2 separate regions of the Ovis aries genome follow, and region 2 is linked to region 1. Evidence: chromatin contacts called from public Hi-C data. All regions are on one chromosome and are shown on one strand. Each heading gives the region's core, a stretch centred on a gene start, on an enhancer-like site or on the middle of the called end of the contact. The rest is flanking DNA. Distances are from core to core; before and after follow the strand shown.

Region 1 (4,856 bases), core at 1,339-3,838:
ATGCACTGTTTTGACATTTCTCAGACTTTCTCACCAGAGTGGAATGGGGACTTGCACTGAACTGGGGAACACCCCTGAAGCATTTATCCCAAGAATGAAATATCTTTGAAATCTCTCCTATTGAAAGCTCATGTAAGTTTCACACTTTTTATCCCCAGAAGGTGTTTGTTAGTTTCCATTAAAAATGGTGGTGGAGGGCCCAAATCTTTGAGTAAAGATAACTGTCAAGGAAGGATACGGTGTGATCTGTGGCTCCGCACACAGATGCAGCTGCGAGCGCTCACCACCAGCGAGGAGCCCGGCCCCTCATCCTTCTGAGCCCCTTTTGCCACAAGACATGCCAGCGCCACCCTGCAGCCTCACCAAGAGGGTGGTGGTACTGACATTGCCCATTTTCCCAGACTCCTGGAAGTGGCTCTAACCAGTGCAGGACTGAGAGTCAGGGGGGGCTCTCACAGAGCTCCTCTGTGGTCCCCTTCTCTCTAAGACCAGGCCGGAGCTTGGAGGGGGAGGTGGGTCTGACTTCCCCTGGCCTCTAGTGTGAGGAGGAAGTTGGTGCCCCAAAGGCCCTCTCAGCCAAGTTCTTCTGCCCTGATACTGCAGAAACAGTGCCTGAGGTTTCTGGACCATGCCCACACCTTGGGCAATGCCTCTGTGTCTCACCCTGATGCAAACCTAGAAGGCTCACTGGGGTGGGGGGAGTGTGGTGGGGAGGAAGCAAGTGGAGGGCAGGGGGACTGGGCCCAGCTCAGGTGTTCTCGCCCTCTAGGTAAGGGGTTGGCAGAGCAGTTGCTCCTCTCCCCCAATCCCAGCCTCCTCACACCCACCTTCTAGGTCCTGGGGCAGAGGGAGTCTGGTTTCAAGGGTGGTCAGGGCCAGGCCAAGCCAGGAAGGGAGGAGGGGAGGGAGAGCAGGTGCTCCAGGGTCTCACCCTACAGTGACCCCACCTCACTTCCACCGGACGATGGCCAGGGTGGGAAGGGCGCCTGGTACCCACCTGGTTTCAGTTGGCTTTGTAACTTCCCTGGGTGGAAGAACTCACACTCTGACAGGAAGAAGGGCCCAGGCTGTCCCCTAAAGTAGGGTCACAAGATCAGGACTGTGACCAAGAACTTGGATTATGTCCTGGAAATCACTGGGACTCCCATCCCAGGGGGAGTCCCTGGCTTCAGGGAGACTAGGCCTATGCCAGTTCACATAGTAATAGCATGATGCCCACCCTTCCTCTGTTGCAGCTCTCCCTACCCTGGGAGTGAGGGCTGGAAGCATTCAGAGAATCTCTGACTTGGACTAGTCTGCCCATGGGATACCCAGAGTTCCTGGCTTTCCTTGAGTCTCACCATCCTGACCCACACAGACTCTGACTGTACTTTGTCTTTCAGCCTGGGTGTTGCTTGTGAGGTCAAGACCCTTAACAGGTCGGCAAAGCCTTTGGAAGCTTCACCTAGGCGGGGGTAAACAGAGTACAGTGCTGGGCTCTCCCTCTCCCCTGATCCCTGGCCCTTACCATTGTCACCTCCACTTCTATTTGGGAAATCACTACTCACTCACACATCAACTTATCCATTCAGAGAAGTGTGTATCAAACATCTCCCCTATGCCCAGTTTTGTGCCAGGGACTCGGAAACATCAGAGACAGACCCTGGTTTCCAAAAGCTCATAGTCTAGCCCAGGAGGGCAAATGAGCCTGGGGGGAGGCCAGATATTTGGTAACACCAGGCTTGGTGTGGTAGACAAAGGGGTTGTAGACTGTTTGGAGACCTTCAGGGGAGATTCAGGGTGCTTTGTAAAGGGAAAGAGCCTGAGTTGAGCCCTGAGCGATAAGAAGAACCTGGAAGAAAGGAGAGAGACATTGCCAGGAGCGCCAGTACTGGGTGTGGTGCAAGAGCAGAGGGCTAGAGGTGGGCACGTGTGAGAGCGTCCTGCAGACATCTGAGGTACAGGGAGTAAGAGAGGCTGCAAGGTGGGAGGTGATGCTGGGGCCTGGGCCAGGGGAGTGCTGGTGATTTTCTATGGGACACACTACCCCATGTTGTGTGCACACCCCCCCACACACACGTGTCCCAGTGTAGGGGTGTGCCAAGCCTGCACCTATGCATGGGTACATACATGTGCACAAGAGTGTTGCAGGCTCTGGAACCTACAGTCGAGCCTGCTCCAACTTACCCAGCTCTTTACAAAAGTTAGATCCCATCCATCCATTCCACTACTGGGAGTGCCTACTACATATCAGGACCTGGGCTGGGTTGGAGGGTGATCGGTTCAAGCCCCTGCTGGTGGGTGAGGGCTGATACAATCTATGATGAGGATGCTAAGTTAGACGTAGATGTACTTCTCAGGCTTTGCACCAATACTAATCCTCTGCAAACAGGAATAGAGGAGAGAAGAAAAGGCTTGAAACTAGCAATCAAGCTGCGCTACTGACTCTCTAGGATACTGCCTGGCTCCCCCACCCTACAGGGCCAGGCCGTGCGGGACAGCGGGAAGTCCCTCCCGTGGAGCCTTGGAGAGGCAGTGCCCTCCATGGCCGCCCGGGGGTGCTGTGGGGCCCCCGGAGCGGGCGGCCGTCTGCGCTCACTTGTTCGACACTCACTCGCCTGGAGGTTTCCCCGCCGGCCGCGTCCCGTCCGCTCGCTGCGAACCAGGAGTACCCTCTGCGCGCCCCTGGGCTCCGCTCTGGCCCCGCTGCGCCAGACGCAGCTCTGCCCGACGGCGACATGGGTTTTCCCCCAGTCCCGGAGGCTGGCAGCCGGCGCTGGAGGCCTGTGCTCCTCGCCTTCTTCCTGGCTGCCTCCCGAGGTAAGGTTGGCGAGCCTGGGTGCGGGGGAGGAGCACCGGGAGAACACAGCGGGCAGGGTAGGGATCACAGGTCAGACGGGGGTGCCCTGGGAGCCCCCTTCAGCCGCCTGTGACCCACCGCACCCCCCGCGGCAGAGAGGCTGCTAGGACTACTTGGCAGCGGGCAGCAGCTCTCTGCCAAGTGCCCTGGCTGGGTGATGGGCACATCTGTTTGCTGACAGCTGCCTAAGCGGCTGCCTGTCCAAGCCTTCCCAGCCCAGGGAGCCCAGGGCACGAGCACCTTCTGCCGAACAGGAGGTGGACCCGGTGGAGACAACCCAGTGTGTTCTAGTGAATGCCCCTAGCATTTGACACCTGCGGCATCTCCCTGCCCCGCCTTAGGGCTCCAGGATCTCACACGGTAGGGGAGTTGTATACTCACAGCCACTGTCCTATACCCTGGTGACACTCACGGTTGACCCTTGGTGGGCACTGGTCAGTGTGGCCACTGGTCTACTGCTGGACATGCACACCCCTCTGAGGGTCTGAGTGCTGAGCGGTTAGCCGATTCCCGGCATTCTAGCAAAGCTGCCCCCAGGGGGACTGGGGAGAACATGGGGGCATTTCCCAGCTCAGTTATGAGCCCCTTCTAGGTCCTTGGATAACTTATAGCATCTTTCGGGCCTCAGTTTCCTTAGCTCAAACACAGAAGCCATACACGGGAAGGTGTCACTTTCCTCTTCCAAAGTCCAGACTTTCACAGCTCTAAGTGGTATGCTGGTCAGGACACAGGGGCTCCCTGAGTTGGGGGGTGGGCAAAGGAGGTCCTGGCACCCATAGTCTGGCCGACAGTTCTTGTCTGTCTAGGATTGGAGAAATTGCATCGTGAGGGAGGAGGGGACCAGCAGGCAGCCTATGGAACTCAACTTTTAAACTTTTTCCCTGGGAAGGCGGAGGGAAAGTGTGAGTCATGCAGGGAGTCGGAGGGAGGCAGGAGGGAGCTGGGGAGCTTGGCATGGGACCCAGTGAGCGAGTCGGAAGAAGAGGAGGGAGCGGATGACAGGGTAAGAGCAAGAGGAGGAGCCTGAGAGAACCTGGAGAACACCTCAGAAACTGAGGGCAGGCAGGCTCATGCCATCTCAGTGCTGGAAGGCTGGCCTGGCCTCCTATGAGGGGGAGGGAGCCCACACCCCGCAGACATGGCTGCCTAAGCCCTCGACTGGGTGCTCCCCAGGAAGAGTCCAAGCGGGTGGGGGAGCAGTCTCAGCACCAAGGCCATGGCTCGTGGCAGACATGGTTTCCCAGAGGAGCAGGGGATGGTGGCAGGCAGGAAGGCCAGCAGCCTGCTGGCTACAGAGCCCTGCCCTGTCCCAGCCTCTCCAAGTAACCCTGAGAGGCCGTCAGTTCTCTTAGCCCTGCCCTGGGTCCTCCTCTGGCTGGTCTGCTCTCTGCTCAGCAGCCCCAGTTTGGGAAACTGAACTCCAGAGGAGGAGCGCAGAGAGCACTGGCTCACGAGCAGCCAGCAGCACGGAGGCTCGGAGCCCCTCGCTTCGTGTTGTCTACACAGCTCGGAGACCTCCCAGAGACAGCTGGGTACTCCATCTCTTCCTGGGCCCAGCTCAGGGCGATAATTAGGGTTTGAAGCAGTCTTCCACTGAAAGGAGTCACGAGAATTCTCTTAGGTTTGAACTAGTCTGGGACTCAGTATTCCTAACTGTAATATGGGTGTGCTAATGAGTATTCATGCTGCTACCTAGTAGAGTGTGCAACAAGGGGGCTAAGAGATGGCCAGGCCTAATTGCAGGCATGGTCCAGAGGGTCTGTGAACTGAATAGACCTGCTTACCAGCCCGCTAGGTTCCTGCCCTGGGCAGGTTTGATGCTTACCAGCCCGCTGAGGTGCTGGGTTGCCCTGGGCAGGATTGATGCTTTGGGAAGGTGAGGTGGGGTGGCTGGTGCAGACCTGCTCTCTAGCTCTTGGGGCCAGGCCAGCACCGTGGAGAATGGTGGTGGTGAGCCTGATGCTTAGGGAGCCCAGGAGAAGTTGCAGATACCCCTTTCCTGGACCTGACTCAGGGT
Region 2 (4,897 bases), core at 296-2,795, 41 kb before region 1:
GCTTCTGTCCTGTATAGAGCGTTTCTGTTTTCACCTCTGGCAGTGGGGAATATTGGCCCAGCTGGAAGTCTGAATTTTTTAGATAAAGTCTGACTGTTTAAAGTGATTGGCATGGCACTGCAGTCAGTTTCTAAAATTGACATCATCTCTCAAGGATACCTTCTTGGGGTTTCTCAGATCTGAGAAACACTGCCTCAGCACCCACCCATCCCTGGGAAAGCCCACTGCAGAGTCCAGAGAGCAGAACCCAACTGTCTTGACGCCCTGGACCCCCACCCACTGCAGTCTTGGGTCCTAGCTGCATCTCAGAGACTCCGAGGAGGATGAAAGAGAGGGAGGGAGAGAGCACCCCCAGGGCTGGGGCACAGCACACAGCTCCCAGCCCACCCGCTACCTCGGAGATGGAGGAGTGGCAGGAGGAGGCTTTTTGCACCATCCGCTGTGCAAAGAGCTTTTTGAGCCGCAGGTAATCCTCCAGGACCACCTTCAGCAGCGAGCCCTGGGGGAGGGAGAGGGTTAACCCCCACCAAGGCCCTCCCCTTCCTGCCCCACCCCCCACTCTCTCTCCCCTGACAGGTGGGGGTAATGGAAGGTGACTCTGGGCGTCTGATCCTAGGGTAGAGGGTGGGAGCAGAGCCTGCTGACAGCGGCCAGCTGGACCCATTGTCACCGGAGTCCTGGCCTTGAGGCCACTGGGGCTGAAGCAGCTCATCAGCCCAGGGCTGCTCTCTGTTCTAGACCCCCAGAGAGTGGGTCTAGCTGAGGCCCCAGAGGTGGAGGAAGCTGTTTCCCAGGACCCTTCCCCGTCCTTGCATCCTCTGGAGTCCAAGCCCAGCCAGGGGTCTGGGTGCAGGAGGCTGCTAGGACGACTCACCTTGATGGGCCCCTCCCGAATGATCTGGCCCAGCTTGGCAATGTTATCATACTCCTGGATGGCAGCCCGCAGGTACCGCTCGTCGTCAGGCTTGACTGCTGCTGGTTCTCGCCCGAAAGTTCCCTGGGGAGAGGAGGCGTTCGCTGGAGCAAGAGTAGGCGGCACGCACACGTGTCCATGTGTGCACACGCGCATGCCCCTGCCCGCTCTGGCCCAGGCTCACATGGGTGCGGGTAGGGCTGTTCCACAGGTCAGCGACCTCACTCAGGTTCTCCGGCAGGTCATCCTCGTGTTCAGCCTGGGCGGCCAGCTCCAGGTTCCGGCAGAAAGGATCCAGCCACACAGGGTTGGCCCTGCAGATGGAGTGGGGTTGGGGGAAGGCTGAGAGAGGAAGGCTGGAGTGGACGGACACTTTTGATGGCCCCCACCGTTTCCTTGGCAAGATCTTGTCACAGGACTGGGGGTTGAGGGTGGTAAGAAATGCCCCTTGCCTGTGGCACCTGTGGGTGCATCCTCCCCTCAAAGATCCCACAAGAACCAGGACAACATCCCCATCTGGATCGGCTTTGGTGTGGAGGCCTCCTCTTGCACCCGGTACCCATGCCTCCCTGGAACTTGTGGCCCAGTCAGGTTGGGGAGCCCAAGTCAGGGTGGAGAGAGGGGTGTTTGGGCCAGCAGGGGGCACCCACACTCCAGGTTTCAGCCAGTCCATGATGCCCTCAGGGCCTGAGAGGCAGTAGAGACTTTACCCCAGTTTGGTCCAGGGTGGGGATGGAGTTTCCCTAAAGTGCACCCAGCAGGGTTCAGGGACCCCACTCACCCATCGAAGGAATACTTGTTGGTGTTGGGCATGTCCATGATGTCAATGAAGCCACGATTCCCTGTAGGAGAAGGGTTGGGGTGTGGGGTAGAGGGGTACACCCTGCTGGGGCTGGGGAGCTGGGCCTGAGCCAGCCTTGTGAGGCCCTGGCGGTCACTCTAGGCCCTCAGGGGCCCCTCCTATCTCCCCACCCATCACAGCCCTCTCTTACCTGCAGAGCCAGCCACGATGGCTTTGAGCTTCCTCTTGTGTCTAGAAAGAAGCAGAGGGGCTGGTGAAGGAAGCTGGGGCTGGACTGGCACCTTAGGGCCTAATGGCCCTGCCTGCCTCCGTGACTGTCTGCGGTCAGCCTGTCTCAGGGCAGGGCAGTAGGGGTCACTCACACGGTCCTGTAGTACCAGTTCATGAGGATGAAGAGCATGGCAGCCAGGAAGAGGAGAATGGCCAGGACAATGATCGCCATCTAGGGGAGCAGGGTCGGGCCTGAGTGGGTGAGAGCACCCAGGGCAGCACGGGGAATGTGGGGGTGGGTGTCACCTGGGGTACCTGCAGGGCGGACATGTCATCGGGCAGGCGGACAGAGATGGCGGGCTGCACGTCCAGGACGTTGTAGTTCCGGAACAGATTCCTTAGTTGCTCCTTGTTTTCGTCGATCATCTGGATCACCCTGGGCGAGGGGGCAGAGGCATCAGCCATTCCTCGAGAGCTCGTCCCACTCAGGCCAGTCTGCCCCCAAATTCACCCCCCACCAAGCCTTGTGAGATTCAGGCCCACCCAGCTTGGATAACCTTGTATTTTACAGCTTCACCATCCCTTCACATAAGATCCTGCTTGATCCTCACAATTGCTGTAATAGTCCCATTTCACACATGGGAAGAGTAAGGCTCAGGGGGTGGATCTCTGTTCACACACCTTCTCTCTACCTGCCCTGCCCACTCCTATACAGCAGGCATGATGGTGTTACCCTGCTCCCACACTCCAGGGTCAGGGCAGGCTGACAGACCCAACTCCAGGGCAGGGAGCAGACAGACAGCTGAGCACAGACGCACACCCACCGGTCCACATCCAGGATGCGGTTGGTGTCGCGGTTCACCACGTGGATGAGCAGCTCCGTCTGTGCAAAGTTCACCCGGCCCTTCTTGTCCACGTGGAACTGGGTGAGAAGGGCATCATGGGAGGCGTGGCAGGAGCAAGGCATGGGAGGGGCAGGCCTCTTCCAGCAGCCCCTCCTGCCCTGCCCTGCCCAAACCCCAGCACTACTGAATGCTCACCAACGGTCAAGCTCGAGGCTGACCACTGAACTGCACTGGGCCAGACACTATTATTAGCCCCAGTTTATAGAGGGGGAAACAGGCCCAGAGAGCTGTAAGGACCATGCTCAGGCAGCTAAGAAATGACTGATCCCTTTCATACACCCCAATCTCTCTGCACTGCTCTGTCCCTGTCCTGGCCCCTCTTCTTGCTCCACTGCCCCTAGACCCAGAGCAGGTTCCTCAGGGTACCTGCACGTCATCGGTGTTGACGATAGCACCGGTGATGTTGGAGAGCAGGCGGATGAACTCCTCCTCAAAGCCACGCACACGGTCGGGGATCTCGTTAATGACAATCTTGACCCGCTGGTCGTCCCTCAGGATGTAGATGCCGATGACAGCTGTGTCATTGTGGCCTGCCAAGTCCCGGGCCACGATGTCCACCACAAAGTAACCGGGGCTGTAGGCCATGAAGAGGTCGAAGGTGCGCAGGATGCCATCCACGCTCCCTGCAGGGACAGCCCATGGCTGGTGCACTTTCTCTAGAGAATTCTGTTTTATTTAAACACGTGGCATACTAAAAACACAACTTGGGCTGCACTGGCCCAAGGATGACAAGCTGGACCCTGCCATCCCACGCTGGGAGGCTGCGGAGCACTTCTGAGCACCCCCGTGTCTGTTTCTCACACATAACACATGCGCCTTGGAATTTCACAACCACAGCAGAGAGATGACCGGCGGTGGTACGGCACAGTCTTCTCTTAAAAGACTGTATTCAGAGACTTAGATCTGGGTTCAACGTCTGCCACTTTGTAGCTTTGTGACCTGTAGCAAGCTGCTTATTAGTTCAAGAGCAGTGGGAACTCGGAGGACAAAGCGATGTTGTCCGGTGGTGTGGCTGGAGGTGGCGGCATGTGAACTAGACCTTAGAGGGTGGTGAGGGGAGCATCCTGAAGGCAGAGATGAAGGTCAGGATGGTGTTCCAGGAAGGGAACACAAAGGGATCCAAGGCCCAGGCAGGATGGTGTGAAGCAGGCTGAAGGAATGGTGAGTAGTTCAGCCTGAGTGGGAGCCGTGCCCTTAAGGGTAAAAAGGGCTGTGGAACCAGAAAGTGGGATTAGAAGGAGGAGCTGATGAGCCTAGAAAGCCAGGTCAAAGAACCTGAATTGATTGCTGTGGGCAGCAAAGTGCAGGGAAGGGGCTGGAGCTGGAGGTTTGATTGGGACACCCACTGGGACACCTTCTGGAACCTAACCCAGAGATGCTCAGCTCTCCACACAGGCAGATGCACAAGCAACCATGCACACTTTTAGGCTGAAGTGTGCCTTTTGAATTCTGGCTCCCCAGTTCGTACCTAGTACAATGCCTGATGCAGGGGAGAGTGAGGTGCACAAATGGAAAGACAGGATATATGGAAAGGCGAATGGGGAGATGGATGGGCAGACGAATGAATGAAGATGAATGAATGGATGCATGAGTGGATGGATGAGGAGCTGGGAAGAAGAGAAGAAAGTGGGTGGGTAGGTATAGAGATGGATAGGTGGATAGCTGGATGGGTGAATAGAAGGACTGATGTGGCTGACTGGCCACCTACACCCTGTGGTACCCCCACAGACCCTATTTCGTCCAGACCTACAGGCCATGAAGTGGCTGGAGCCCTTACCCATCGTGAAGACCTGGCCCACGTCCTCAGAGTCATTGGCCAGGGCCTGGAAGTAGTGGATGGCCAGGATGCTATAGAAGACAAGGCTGTTGTTGCCAATGTCTGCGTCCAGGGCCAGCACCTGGATCAGCTCCGAGCCCACTTTGGCGTCAGTGGCCACTCCTGCAGGATATAGGCAGACGAGTGTGAGCAGTAGGGGAGAGGCCACCCCACACCCTGGGCCCAGGCTCTGGCCCCTGCACCTGCGGTGTACTCAGCCTTGGTGAAGCGTGGCGGCTGATCGTTGATGT

What was found. A called contact is a pair of places that touch in the nucleus more often than the background predicts.
Region 2: a Hi-C map of hypothalamus shows a contact between it and region 1, with 2.9 times the contacts expected there. The contact joins the enhancer-like site here to the promoter of VSIR in region 1. A contact is called at or near these places in 3 of 16 Hi-C or Micro-C datasets (blood, hypothalamus and omental adipose tissue).

Annotation. Positions count from the first base shown.
Region 1 is chr25:27,152,308-27,157,163 of ARS-UI_Ramb_v3.0, reverse strand. VSIR (V-set immunoregulatory receptor) reads left to right here and starts at 2,588. Exons shown (of 7, transcript XM_004021444.5): 1 at 2,588-2,799. The coding sequence starts at 2,718. The region is part of intron 4 of LOC101107570 (cadherin-23); the gene reads right to left.
Region 2 is chr25:27,192,084-27,196,980 of ARS-UI_Ramb_v3.0, reverse strand. It overlaps LOC101107570 (cadherin-23), which reads right to left. Exons shown (of 34, transcript XM_060406593.1): 25 at 4,850-4,897; 26 at 4,608-4,769; 27 at 3,197-3,453; 28 at 2,750-2,847; 29 at 2,241-2,361; 30 at 2,078-2,157; 31 at 1,906-1,946; 32 at 1,695-1,755; 33 at 1,098-1,227; 34 at 1-997. The coding sequence ends at 143. Among named protein-coding and RNA genes, the nearest start is that of PSAP, 37 kb to the left of the region's middle. Within about 2 kb of position 1,545, at least 14 of the 54 cell types and tissues checked have an H3K27ac peak or open chromatin away from gene starts, as enhancers often do. A contact at or near this core is called in hypothalamus, where this site is marked.